2 separate regions of the Mus musculus genome follow, and region 2 is linked to region 1. Evidence: chromatin contacts called from public HiChIP or PLAC-seq data. All regions are on one chromosome and are shown on one strand. Each heading gives the region's core, a stretch centred on a gene start, on an enhancer-like site or on the middle of the called end of the contact. The rest is flanking DNA. Distances are from core to core; before and after follow the strand shown.

Region 1 (7,040 bases), core at 3,501-6,000:
CTGATTTAAATTCTGGGGAAAGGAGAGAGAAGAGATCCAAACTGGGCAGGCACCGGAGTCTTTGGTATCTGGGAGCTCCTGGCCCTGTTGCTCCTGGTGACATGACACTACCTTTCCCTGTAACTATTAAATAATTAAGTGATTATCCAACTCCAAGTGTTCTTAAGAGATTCGTGTGTGAATATACAAGCTGGACCATTCGGAAACCTGTAATTCATCTTTGGGCCAAGAAATGGCTCTGCACTTACTATTGAGGTCTCAGACGTGAATGTAGAACTACACTCAAGAAATATGGGTTTCACCTACAAGGATTTTCCAGCCATGTCTGAAGCCTCGCGACCTCCTCCCCACTACCCATAAATCCTGAAGCGTGACCAGCTTCTTATTGGAAGCAGGCTTTACAGGGGTTGCCACCTCCAGTAAGTTACTGAAGGTTTGAGTGCTCTGGGCATCTGAGGACTCTAAAACGGATGAATGGGCTAAGGAAGGGAGAGTAATTAAAGTACTATATATGGAAGGGCAACCACCCGACTTCAGAGGAGCCACTTAGCTATTCTGAATTCTTCTAATCTTGCTTATCTAAATAAAAATCGTAGCTGGATATATTGTCTCCGTTCCAAGCTGTTTGATCTTTGACATTTATTGGTTTCGAGGAACTCGCTTTTATTAAATTATTTAAAAAATATTTTATTGTACTCCTTGGTTCCCTGCTGTCTTATGTCTTCGTGGCGATTAATTATGTGCATTTATTGCTGCTGAATTTAACAGGTTAACCAGGCAGCAGGCCTTCAGTTGAAAAGATGTCATCCAGGAACCTACATGCCCTCTGTGAGCACTAGCTTCACGGAACAATCTATGTTGTAAGAGCATTTTCACGTCCATAAATAATCTTCCTTGCTAGGCCCATGAGAAGGATTCTTTAGAAAATGCTCTTAATACTGCTGGCTCTTTATTTATTTGTTGTTATTTGCTGCTCCTCTTCCTCCTCTTCTTCCTCTTCCTCCTCCTCCTCCATAGTAAAAAGAGGGTTTTACTATGTAACCAAGCTGGCCTTAAAGACACAGAGATCTACCTGCCTCTGCCCCTGAACTGCTATGAGCAAAGGTATACACCAGGACACCTGGGAATATTTTTTATTTTTTAAAGCTTACTATGTCCTTGATGTAGATTCTAGAAAACAAACAAACAAACACATCCACAAATAATGGACAGGTTAAGTATGCATTTATTCTTGGCCTTAATATTCCCCATTGAACACTCATTCTTTTCCTGGATAGAAAGGACAAAGGGAAGTCCCTTTGATTCATGGTGCCCTTGACATAGTTACAGTATCAGTGCTGTCATTGTTATAAATAATAATAAAAGCCTATGAAATTGTAGAATTATAAGTACTTAATTTTAATCCTTAAATATTGGTTTACATTTCGAGGTGTGTGTGTGTGTGTGTGTGTGTGTGTGTGTGTGTGTGTGTAGAGAGAGAGAGCACACTATGCATGTGGAGGTCAGATGACAACTTGTAGAATCAGCTCTCTCCCCCATGTGGGACCTGGGGTTCAAACTCAGGTCACTAGGATTGGCAGTAAGTGCCTTTAACTATAGAGCCTTCTCACTAGATCTATGCTCATAACTTCTCTTTTTATTCCAGACATGAATGACAGCATCTACTTCACTTGCTGTCATTTAACAGGAAAACAAGAAACTTGTAAGACTTTCTAATGGAAGAAATCATCCTGTGAGCAGGATTTATAATGTGGAATATGGAAACTCTCCACGAGAATACAAAAAAGTTCATGTTTCTATTCATTGGTATGTATACTCAGCCTTCTGATATTAGAATGAGTTTGAATCTTCTTCATCTAAAGTTGTGATGGATGGACAGTTTGATGTGGGAGGAGATGTAACAAGGCCTTCTCTTTCATGGTGCTGACACCGCATTTGTGTATCAAGACTAAGTAACTCAGGATATTGTTGAAAGAGAATCTAAGTCCCAGGTACAGCAAGGCTACGGAAGTCAGTTCAGAAGCTAGGAAGTAGACATTAATATGAATCTGCACGAAATTTACTGGACACCTATTTACACCTAGACACTCTGTCTAACACAGACAATATCACACAAGACAAATTCTCCTTTTATTCTTTCTGTTGTTGTTGTGTGAGAGAGAGGTATGGGAAGGGAAGGAAGAAGAGAGAGGGAGAAGGATAGAGACAGGAAGAGAGAAGGAGAGGGGGATGGGGAGAGGGAGGAAAGGGAGAGGAAGAGGTAGAGAGAGGGGGGTGTTATGAATGTGGCATTCTGTGAAGTTCCAACTTCAACACTCCTGTGTTTTTTCTTAACCACCCTTCTTCATTTTTTGAGGCAGGGTCTTGTACTGAAACTGAACTTCATTGCTTCAGCCAGGATGGATGGCCAACGAGCTTCAGGGATCTGTCTGTCTCCAACCCCTCAAGCCTGGAATTATAGACACAGGGCACCATATCTGGCTTTTATGTGGGCACTGAATTCAGGGCGCTCAGGCACTATGCCAGCAGATCCATCTCTCTAGTCTCTCTCTCTCTACGTTTTCAAGAATCCTTTCCCAAGGATTCAGGAAGGGAGAGAAAAGATTAGAATCTAAAAAATATAGAAGAAGAAGAAGAAGAAGGAGGAGGAGGAGGAGGAGGAGGAGGAGGAGGAGGAGGAGGAGGAGGAGGAGGAGAAGAAGAAGAAGAAGAAGAAGAAGAAGAAGAAGAAGAAAGAAGAAGAAGAAGAAGAAGAAGAAGAAGAAGAAGAAGAAGAAGAAGAAGAAGAAGAAGAAGAAGAAGAAGAAATATTTTAAAAATCTAAAACAAAAAAAATCTGATGTCATTTGACAGAGTTATAATGGTTACCACACTGAGTAGATCAACAGCAGAACCAAACTTTGCAGTCCTAATTGCTTTGTACAGGATGTAGGTATCCTTGGATGTACGTATCCTTAAGTTAGTCTTTAGACAACGGGAAACAGTTACCGTCCTAGAAGACTGGCAAGTCCAGCTTTGTTGACAACCCATTGGAGCTACTACCAGGTGGTTAGTGCCCACCTCTGAGTCACACAGTTCAAAACCTAGCAGTCTCAAGAAACAGTCAACAGCTCTTATCCCACCCTCAGGTGCATGCTGGATGGGGAAGCCAAGGGCTCTATGTCCTCCTGTTTGTATTAATTCAGTTCAGGAATGTCCATTTGAAAGGAATTGATGAAGTGGACTTGGGTATTTGGAAACCACTCCATACCTCATCTGACCACTAAGACCAAGACACTGACTTCTGACTGGGCTTTCCACGTTGTTTTCTCACAGGCATGTAAAACATTAAGATGTCTACTTTCGTCCCTAATGGACTCCTCCTCCTGTGTTTCCTATCTTAGGGGACAGAACACTGTCATGTCAGGTAACCAAGACTGAAGAAGTAAACTCTCTGTCTTCTGTAAACCCTTATGCAATCTGCGTATCTATTCATCCTGGGAGATATGCCCTGAAGAGGTGTATTCTAGATCTTGACACCAAGCGGTACACAAACGCTGTTCCCCTAGGGAACGTGCATTCTAGTCAGGGCAGGCAATACATGCAATAAGCTTGGCAAAGCAGCGGGATGGGTAGAAAAACCATGTAGGGGAGATAGGGAGTTCGGACTTTAAAAGTCTGTAAGCTGCTGGTCAAGGGACTTTGAGAAAGGGGTTTAAAAGGTAAAGAATGAAACGAATGAGTATCTGCAGGAGGCGTGTGACAGAGAGGGAACATGGTAGAGGCCTTGAGTGCATTTCAGGCATAGTCAAGGGAGCATGTGGCTGGAGCAGAGAGCAGAAGGAAAAGCCAGAGAGGTGCTGGGGGTAGATCGTGCAAGGCTGTACAGCTGGGGGTAGATCGTGCAAGGCTGTATAGCTGGTGGGTAGATCGTGCAAGGCTGTATAGCTGGGGTGGGGGGGGGGGGATAGATAGTGCAAGACTGTAATGCTGGGGGTAGAAGCGGGTGAGAATCATCCCAAACTGAGAGGGCATGAACATGCCTCAAGGAAACAGAGAGATCTGGATGTTAAATCAAAATGGGGACCACACTTTGAATATTAAAATGAAAGAGTCAGCCAAGCAAAAGCAAAGACTGGGTCTCAGGTTGGCACAGAGGCACATCTAGTTCTTGGCTTCCCTTCCCATCTTAGCCTGCATCATCTCCTACAAATCTTATAGCCTGAGCTTCATCTACGCTGAACTTGCCAAGTTCCCTGCTGACTGGGTCAGTGGGGCTCAGGGTACACATCCCACAGAGGGTCAGCTTCAGCAAAGTGTGGCTTTAGCCTGGAAAACAACAACAAAACCAAAGGATTGACTGGAATCTATTAATCTACTGAGGCCAAGAGGGGAACATTTAAAATAAGGTCTTTAAAAAAAGAAAAAAGTGTTGAAGCCTAGAGCAGTCTATGCATAATTCTGCAGAAAGCCAGGAAGAGATGACCTCAGAAAATGTTCACTCAAAGCTCTGACTCCATTTCCTGTGTGTTCTCTCATCCTATTAGGAATCAGAACAGCTGGGTGTCTTTATTACTGAGATTTAAAAGCCACATTTAGGAGACCCCCTCCCAGAAGAGCACATGAGTCAGGTGATGAGCCACTCACGAGTCATAGGAAACAGGCAGCGTTGAAAATTTAACACACACACACAACTCTCCCCCACCCCCAAACCCACAGAAACTATCCACAGCTTCCTGTCACAGGAGATGTGACTCACGTCTCTGGAGGGGTACACATACCTTATTATAGTGGCGGAAGAAAACGTGTCTCCATCAGATGTCTCCCCCAACACCCTCTGCACAGAGCAGTTCTTTGGTGAAAATCCTTTGAAACTTACAAAGTAATTTCTGTCTTTGTGGTTGGGCCATATTGCTATGGTTTGTTCTCACCACAATGACTCTTAATTTAAGGAGCAAAATGACGGCAATAAATCCTTTAACTATATTCAGCTGAATACAGAGTCAAGTTGGGGATGAATGGAAAGAGAAGGCCCTTGGCTGACCTAGCCTGTGGACCTCCCAGAAACTGCTCCCACACTCCAGGGACGCCCCAGCAGGCACACAGAGAAAAGGGTCCCAAGCTGGCATCTTTGGTTCCAGTGGATTCCTTTCTCCTATAAATGAACTTTTTTTTTTCCTTGACTGTAGATAAGGGGGTTAGAAATGAGGGAAGGAGGATGGAAGGAAGAGGGGATTACAAAATACTTGGCATTGATTTGAATCTGAAGCAAAGAAGTTTGAATTAAATGCACCCACAAACTTGCAGAGCATAGTTGTTGATTTTGTTCTTAAATGAAGAGCAAGACGGAGCGAGTGGCGGGGAGCCGTGGTGACCTCATTTCCGAACTCACTAAATTATTCAGTAACAAGAATTAGAGGGGGAAATAGAGATAGAATACAGACAAAGGAGAGAGGTGGATGAAATGTCAGCAAGGATATTGGAAAAGTTCATAAACGGATCATACTATTAACTGTCTGCCTAAAAAATTCTATAATATAAATCTATAAACAATATACATATATATGTGTATATATGTATATACACACACACACAAATATAGATGTGTATATATTTTTCATCTGGGCTAACAATGCTCTTTCCAAGAGCCAAAGACCACCTCCACCTAAGGAAACCCCCACATCAGGCTTTAGAAGACCTCTTTTGAGTTGTTGGTCAGGATTATCTGAGGCATTCCCAAAACTCTATGGACTATTGTTATTTTCCTTGGATGCCCTCCAGATGTGGGAGGTAAATCTCTCCTCTTGGTGTCTTGCTATAGACACCATGCACAGGCCCCTAAACTGGAACTGACCCGAATGGTTCTTCCTAAGGGCTAGCCTTCTTGGCACCAGAAGGCACCATGCCAGCTTCCACAGGAGAGAAAGAGCCAGCAATTTTATCCAACTACAGCGCCTATGGACCACAGCAGTGACCTGTGTGGCACAATAACCCTAGGGGAGCATCCTTACTTTGGAGGTAACAGGTCTGTAATTAGACTTAAGACCCCCTCAAGAGGAGGGAATCTTGCCTGATGCTGGAACACTAGCCAGCTGCCCCGGACTAGTGAAGTCATGGATCTTGGAGGAGAAACTACAACCACCCCTTTACCAAACTAGATTAATCTCTAACACTCAAATGTATTCATATACCCACAGAAAAGTGCACGTCTTAGCCCTCATTAATGGGACTTCTCTTTGCAACGGCTAGAGGTTATTACAGAGAAACCACAACCAATCAAAGTGCGGAGTTGTGGAGCCCTGTCACAATGGATAGATCTACAAAAAGGTGTGTCCTTGTTGGAGTAGGTGTGGCCTTGCTGGAGTAGGTGTGGTCTTGTTGAAGTAGGTGTGGCCTTGAAGGAGGAAGTGTGTCACTGCAGGTAGACTTTGAGGTTTCAAAAGCTCAGGTTAGGTCCAGTTTTCATATTCTCTCTCTCTCTCTCTCTCTCTCTCTCTCTCTCTCTCTCTCTCTCCCTCTCTCCTCTCTCTCTCTTTCTCTCTCTCCTCTCTCCTCTCTCTCCATCTCCTCTCTCTCCCCCTCTCTCTGCCCCCTCTCTCTGCCCCCCTCTTTCTGCCCCCCTCTCTCTGCCCCCTCTCTCTGCCCCCTCTATCTCCCTCTCCCTCCCTCTCCCTCCCCTTTCTCTTCTTTCTCTCTTCTCTCTCTCTCTCTCTCTCTCTCTCTCTCTCTGCCTAAAAATCAGAATGTAACTCTCAACTACTGCTCCAGTGTCTGCCTCCTCACTGTGGTGATAAATTGACTAAACCTCTGAAACCATAAACAAGTTCCCCAAAACACTTTTTATCATAAGAGTTGCCTTGGTCATGGTATGTCTTCATAGCAACAGAAAAATGACTCAGACTTCTCCCTTTCAAATAAAAAGAAAACTCAAACTTTCACTTTCTAAGTATTTATCTAAATGTCCTCAAAATTCTTAAGAAATCAAAGCAAGGAGTGGATAGTTGATATGTCTCTCAATAACGTAGTATGGTTATCTCTACATTCTGTTGAAGATATTCCTT
Region 2 (6,249 bases), core at 3,724-6,223, 78 kb after region 1:
GTGTAATCCCCATTCCAGGAGAACCAATGCCCGTGAAGTCGCTATAACATGATTGCCTAAACAGGACCGCCAACAGATAACGCTAACATGGGAGGGGGGAATCTCATGGAGCCCCAACTCTAGAAAAAGAACTACAGGCAACTAGCAACAGCTGAGAGCATGAAAAAAGTCTTCCTCCAGGAAGTGCTCCCCAATTAGTAATCCAATAGCAAGTGGCCAGTTGTGAAATTATATCCACACAAGTAAGATTACACGTACTGACCATGCTGTTTTTACATTTCTAAGAAATGCACACACACAGACACATATATACACACATAATATATACATACACACACACATATATATATATATGCATATGTTAAAGCATTTAGAGAGGTGCTAGAGACCATGTATATGAGAAAGAGAAAAAGGTATGGGATTATACTGAAGGAAATGGAAGAAGGGGGAAAGCGGGGGTGGGGAGGGTGGGAGGGTGGAAGATGTAATTATATGTTAAGAACATATTTTTGTTTTAACAACTCAAAGGTTATCAGCAAATCTATCATTGAACCGTAACACCCTCAGGCTGTAACATCTCCGTCCTTGACCCGTGGATAATGTCACTTCCGTTAAGCAAAGGGCTATCCATTCTTGTGCTTACAAGACACAGGAAAGTAATGGTCACTATCAGACCAGGAATCCAAACACACGGCCATGACCATGTAAGGATCACTTTCTTCTCAAGGGAACTGCTAAGATTTGGGAATGAGCCTGGCAGTGGTAGTACACACCTCTAATCTCAGCACTTAGGAGGCAGGCTGATTTTTGAGTTTAAGGCCAGTCTCATCTACAGAGCAAATTTCAGGATAGCCAGGGCTACACAGAGAAACCCTGTCTAAACACACACACACACACACACACACACACACACACACACACACACACACATTCTCTCTCCCTCCCCCATACACACAATCTCTCTCTCTCTTCCTATCTCTCTCTCACACACACACATCTCTCTATCTCTGTTTCTCATACACAATCTTTCTCTCTCTCTCTCTCTCTCTCTCACACACACATACACAATCTCTATCTTTTTCTCTCTCAGACACACAATCTCTGTCTGTCTGTGTCTCTCTCTGTGTCTCTGTCTCTCTCTCTCTCTCACACACACACACATACCCCACAAGTGAGATTTGGAAATCGATATAGAGCAAGTAGACATGAGAGGCTGCGTGGATAAAATCGCCACTTTATCATGGAGCACTATTTAGTGGTATTTTAGAACTTTCCAAATAGTTCTAATAATGGAATAGGTAACAGAGGTTGCAAGGGATCTCTTGTGATCCATTCCCAACTACAGGCCTTATATTGGCTTCAAATGCACTTGTTTAAAAGTGGTGACTTTTTGTCTTTAAGGAACCAGCATTTCAGAAGAAATTGTTGTTTTTTCTTTCTGCTCCTTTCCCTGTGTTTTTCCTAACACTTGCAAGGTTTTTCAGCTCATTAGAGCACCCTAAACAAATATCATGACACAAATCTTTAGTTTGGTTCAGTAAATCTTTTCTGAATGACTCACAAAAAAGGAAACAAACAAACAAACAAACCCAGATGTGTAAGTTCATAAAAGAGTTTTGAAACATATAAAGGTTATGTTTTATAACACTTATTTCTAAGATTTGCAGATAACCCAATTACAGCAAAAGACAAAAAACCAATTCAGTGGGTCATCTTCTGTGCTCCTTCAAGTACAAGCTCAGCTGAAAAGTGAAGCAATTATCTGGATAATTCAGTCCAAAAAAAAAAAAAAAAAAAAGAAAGAAAGAAAGAAAACATAACAAAGTATTAAAGGAAACAGGGCCCTTTTTTCCTGTCCCAAATTCACTGGAGCCATCCAATAACATGACCCACTGTAGTGGAATTTGGCATTAAAAAGGCTTGTCTTGGCTCCCGTCCAGTGGAGTTTAGTTACTAGATTCTTTGAAGGACATTGTACAAACATGGTCTCCCATGTAACTTGGTTCTAAGGCCTGGATTGCAAGAATGAACGTTGATGTTACTACGCAGTGAGGGGGGTTGTTCATTGGATCAAATTATCCAGAAAGCCTCTATCCTCTTACTTCCCAGTCCTGGGTTAGACCATGGCAATGTGTACTGCCAGCACTTCTGTGTGAGTGTTTGGAGCCTAGATCCTACAAGTAGAAGCAACTGGGTGAAAGGTGGCAGCCATTTGTCAATTGAGTGATTCTTTGCTCCTTAGCCCTGTCTTCTATATTTAATCCCCGGGATCTTCGTGACCATTTGACTGGTGGTAGAAATGACTGTGGGGTCGCTCACTGATATCTCAGCATCTTTCATGAGTCCTGCCTGCTCTGTGAATATGTGTTTATATATCACAGAGAGCAGCCATGCTCGGGAAGATAGCCTCAGTGCCTTCTGTTTGCTTGGCTGTGCTTCCAGGGCATTGGGAAGCATGACTAAGCAGGGGCTTCTGAAAAAAATGACCTGGAACTGGTCAGAGACACCTGGTAAACTAAAGCTTCCTGCCCTTGGGAGCTCAGACACATGACGTTCCTGGGGACACTGCTTTTGCTTACTATTCACCAGTGGGAAGAGCTTTGTCAGGAGAAAGGCAAGTCCTTTGTCTTCTAGAAGTCACATCTTTTTTTTTTTTTTAAATAGGGACTGAGCTAGGGAGGGAAAACTGGCCCTGTGTTTCCTATGCACGAGTCCCATATGTGAGCTTTCATTTAAAGGTCTGAGTTCAAGGAGTGGGTTATAGCCCTAGAAATAAGAGGTACATTTTCCTACAGCAATATGATTTTCAAGAAATGTATCATCTCGTACCTAATAGATTGCTTTTATCAATAAAGCCTACTTGAGGTATGTGTTAAAATTGTGATGGATAATTCAATTTTTTTTTTATTTTGGGGGGGAGGAGAGTGTGGAGCTAGAATTAAACCCAGCACATTGGCAAGCCAGGCAAGTTCTCTACCATTGAGCCACACTGCCAAGTCCCCTGAAAGTGATTTTTAATATCGTCTGCCTCAAGGCGACTGACAACACGATCCCCTTTGGTGTTTTGTGTAGGCAAATTCGTTTTCTGTGTAGACAGACATATAGACTTTACCTGAGCCCAGGGAACGCTGGGATATGAGGAAATGCAGAGTCTGCTTGCTAATGAACAAGGACAGTGGGTAGCATTCCCAGCATTTTAGGGGACAGCAGAGAGAACAGCTTAAAAATTAAACACCTTCATTTCTACCTTAGATTTACACTACCAACCCTCTTGCTTTCCTCTGCTTTCTCCTGTTCCTCCTCCACCTCTCCCTTCTCCATCTCTTCCTCCTCCCTGTTCTTCTTCTCCATTTCTCTGTAGTTATTCCTTTGAGATCTGCCCAGGTCCTCCTTTCTCATCCATGGTTCACATCCCATCACCTAACACTGCTCACAATCATCCGGGGAGACACACTTTCACTTACACACTTTTCAAACAGGAAGTTAAGAAAGCACAATGGAACCGAGGCTGAGCTGAGCTATTGTCCTGGAAAAAGATCTCATTACAATGATATGAAAGGGTTTTGTTTTTTGGGGTTTTGGTTTTTTTGGGGGGCTGTAAAACAGGAGGCATATTTATGCCCTCCTAAAGATGAATAGACTTATTTATAGGTAGGCAGACATTCCATATGATAAGCTAAAATTAATCATGCTGCTGAAGAGGTTGGAGTCCAAATTAAATATAGAAGGGCAGCCCGGCTCTTCCTCTGGTGTGCTTTAATGAAGACTACAGAGGCCGGAGAAATATTTATATTCTTTCATTCATATTTTCGGAATTGCCTCATGTCTCAGTCCAGACACACCCCACACCCCCATCCACACACACAATCTCTCATTTAAGGGAAGGAACTTCAAAATGAACGTGGATATTCTCAACTCAGTGTATCTTGAAGAAGAAGAAGAGGAGAAGAGGAGGAGGTAGAGGAAAGGAAGAAAGGAAAAGAGAGGGGTGAGAGAGGGGGGGTATTAGTGGGACTGCTCTTTTTAAAAACAGCAGCTCCCTTAAAACCAGATGACTTCCGTGGGTGATACACATGGGGTTCACCTACCAGTACTTTGTACAGCACATGATGTCTTAGGGGGAGTGAGTGAGTGAGAGAGAGACTTGGACCAGTACTTAGACTGTCTTTAGGTGACTGCCATAGGTTTCCCCAGTGAGCGCCATAGATAAGGGTTCTTTCCCAAGCTGCCTAACTGCCTGTGGTTGACAAAAGTCCCTGTCAAGCACTTGGGGTAATGTAGTTAAAGATGGATGCTAGTGGTGAGGGAAGACTCTTTAAGCCAAATGTCTTGCTGCCTTCTCCTGATGAAGTTCAAGGGTAGAGATGACCTGTCTTCCTATGTTTCCTATTAACAGTAGGACTAGAGACCTCAGCTGAACTGCAGAATCGAGGGTCAGGAAGAGACTCCTAATTATTCTGGTCTTGAGTCAGGCTTAAATGATATCTCTTCCATTCTGGCTCCACATCCAGATTCTCTCTGCAGAGTCACATAGCTGGATCATGGCACCCCAAGTGAGAAAATAACATCTTCAGACAGTGGGAGATAAGGAGGCAGAGGAGTGTCCCAGGCCTGGGCGGGGGGCGGGGGAGGGGCGTGCATGTTGATATCACTGAGTTATGAACTATTTCCTTTTAATCCGGTTTCAAAAGATGACTTCCTCCATATGTGATTAATTCTGCCTATAACTACAAGGAACTGCATATTTTAGAGCCGGAGTGTCATCAGTACGAATGTTTAAACAATCTCTGTGGTCTCTTTCCCACACACTGATTTAACATGTATATAAAAAGGCTTTCGGAATGAGCGTTTCACATTTGCTTCTCGAACTTCACCGTCTGTTTTCAGTAAATCGTGAAGATGAAACTCTCCCCATTCATGCCTGGAGCGCTGGCCAATTGCAACTGCGGAATGCGCATTCAGGACCTCTCACGAATGCGGTTCCCTTCTCGCGAACCCAGCCCGCCCAGCCTGCCGCCTGTTCTTTCCCCAACGAAATCAACAAGACCGCAGCGGAAAGGTTTCATGGTCAAGAAGGCTGACCTAGTCTCCTAATGAATGTGAGAACAGTAGGGGCCACATAGGTTCAAGTCCTCCCTCCCTCCTACATTTGCATCTGTCCCCACCCTGTAATGGCCCCAGTTCACATTTTACTGCTGTATTGGGAGCAGAATCTCTTTTCAGTTTAAAGTGTCCCAGGTTGAACTGAGATCTGTATGAGACTGTCTACTGTCACATCCAACTGAGGTCTCTACTGTTCGGTTGCTTTATGTAGGAGAAGGGGGTGGTTTGGTTTGGTCTGGTCTGGCTTTTTGTTTGTTGTCTGTTTTTGTTTGTTTTGCTTTTTGTTTTTTGTTAGTTTGTTTTTTTGTAATTGTTGTTGTCTTTTTTCAAGACAGGGTTTCTCTGTGTAGCCTTGGCTGTCCTGAAACTCACTCTGGAGACTGGCCTCCAACTCACCGAGATCCACCTGTTTCTGACTCCCAAGTGCTGGGCTTAAAGGTGTGTACTGTTGCTACCACCCTCTCAACCTGTGTTTTCTGGCTCTCACCTTGTTTTTTTTTTCTGGGTGTAGCAGCAATTGGTGCTGGAATTCGAATCCCAGCATCTCCTTTCAAGCGGGCGAAACCGTCAGAAACCAATCTCAGAGTTAACAAAGTTAGCTAACAAAGACAAGACCTCTGCAAAACGGAAGACCACAACGTCCCCATCCCGGACGTCATCTGCTGCCCTTCTTGACCTGACTCAGGAGATAAACGCCCATTCTCCAGGGCGGGCAAGTAAAGTCATTAGAGCATAGACAGTGGGAGAGAGTGGCTCCTCTCCCTGATAAGATGGAAACAGAGAACCAAAGACCCTTGAAGAAGGGAGGAGAGGTGGCAGAGGTGGAGACTGCAGGCAGAGGCAGTTTACAAGGGCAGAGGCAAAATGGAGTCTTTTGTTTGGAATTTCAAAACAGCCAAGACAGAGCATTAAGGCAAGTCAAGGGTTTTTTTGTTTTTGTTTTTGTTTTTTTTTCTGAGCAGGAAGGCTAGTGTGAGGTGCCACAAGGACTGTGTTCAGACAGCAGGCCCTCCTCAGAAGAGATAAATTGTTGATGTGCCTAGCAAATATTCTCTGAAAGGTTCCCCAACCTCAGACGGTACCACCAGTATTCAGGGCAGAACTACGGGCTTCCCAGTGTACCCAGAGACTGAAGAGCACAGCCCC

Evidence for each region. HiChIP or PLAC-seq counts read pairs in DNA pulled down with a chosen protein or histone mark.
Region 2: an H3K4me3 HiChIP or PLAC-seq map of bone marrow-derived macrophages shows a contact between it and region 1, with 5 times the contacts expected there. The contact joins two enhancer-like sites. A contact is called at or near these places in 10 of 39 promoter capture datasets (the 3T3-L1 cell line, 3T3-L1-derived adipocytes, the HPC-7 cell line and 7 more), 1 of 15 datasets of contacts at CTCF or cohesin (the NIH/3T3 cell line), 15 of 484 Hi-C or Micro-C datasets (the HPC-5 cell line, the HPC-7 cell line, LSK cells and 6 more) and 8 of 115 datasets of contacts at active chromatin or transcription factors (CD8 T cells, DN3 thymocytes, the HPC-7 cell line and 5 more).

Annotation. Positions count from the first base shown.
Region 1 is chr10:120,612,116-120,619,155 of GRCm38.p6, forward strand. No RefSeq gene overlaps it. Among named protein-coding and RNA genes, the nearest start is that of 4930471E19Rik, 20 kb to the right of the region's middle. Within about 2 kb of position 4,751, at least 112 of the 459 cell types and tissues checked have an H3K27ac peak or open chromatin away from gene starts, as enhancers often do. A contact at or near this core is called in the NIH/3T3 cell line, bone marrow-derived macrophages and embryonic fibroblasts, where this site is marked.
Region 2 is chr10:120,689,713-120,695,961 of GRCm38.p6, forward strand. It overlaps Gm35062 (a long non-coding RNA gene), which reads left to right. Exons shown (of 3, transcript XR_872122.1): 2 at 4,888-5,099; 3 at 5,439-5,467. Among named protein-coding and RNA genes, the nearest start is that of Gm35062, 4.4 kb to the left of the region's middle. Within about 2 kb of position 4,974, at least 25 of the 459 cell types and tissues checked have an H3K27ac peak or open chromatin away from gene starts, as enhancers often do. A contact at or near this core is called in the NIH/3T3 cell line, bone marrow-derived macrophages and embryonic fibroblasts, where this site is marked.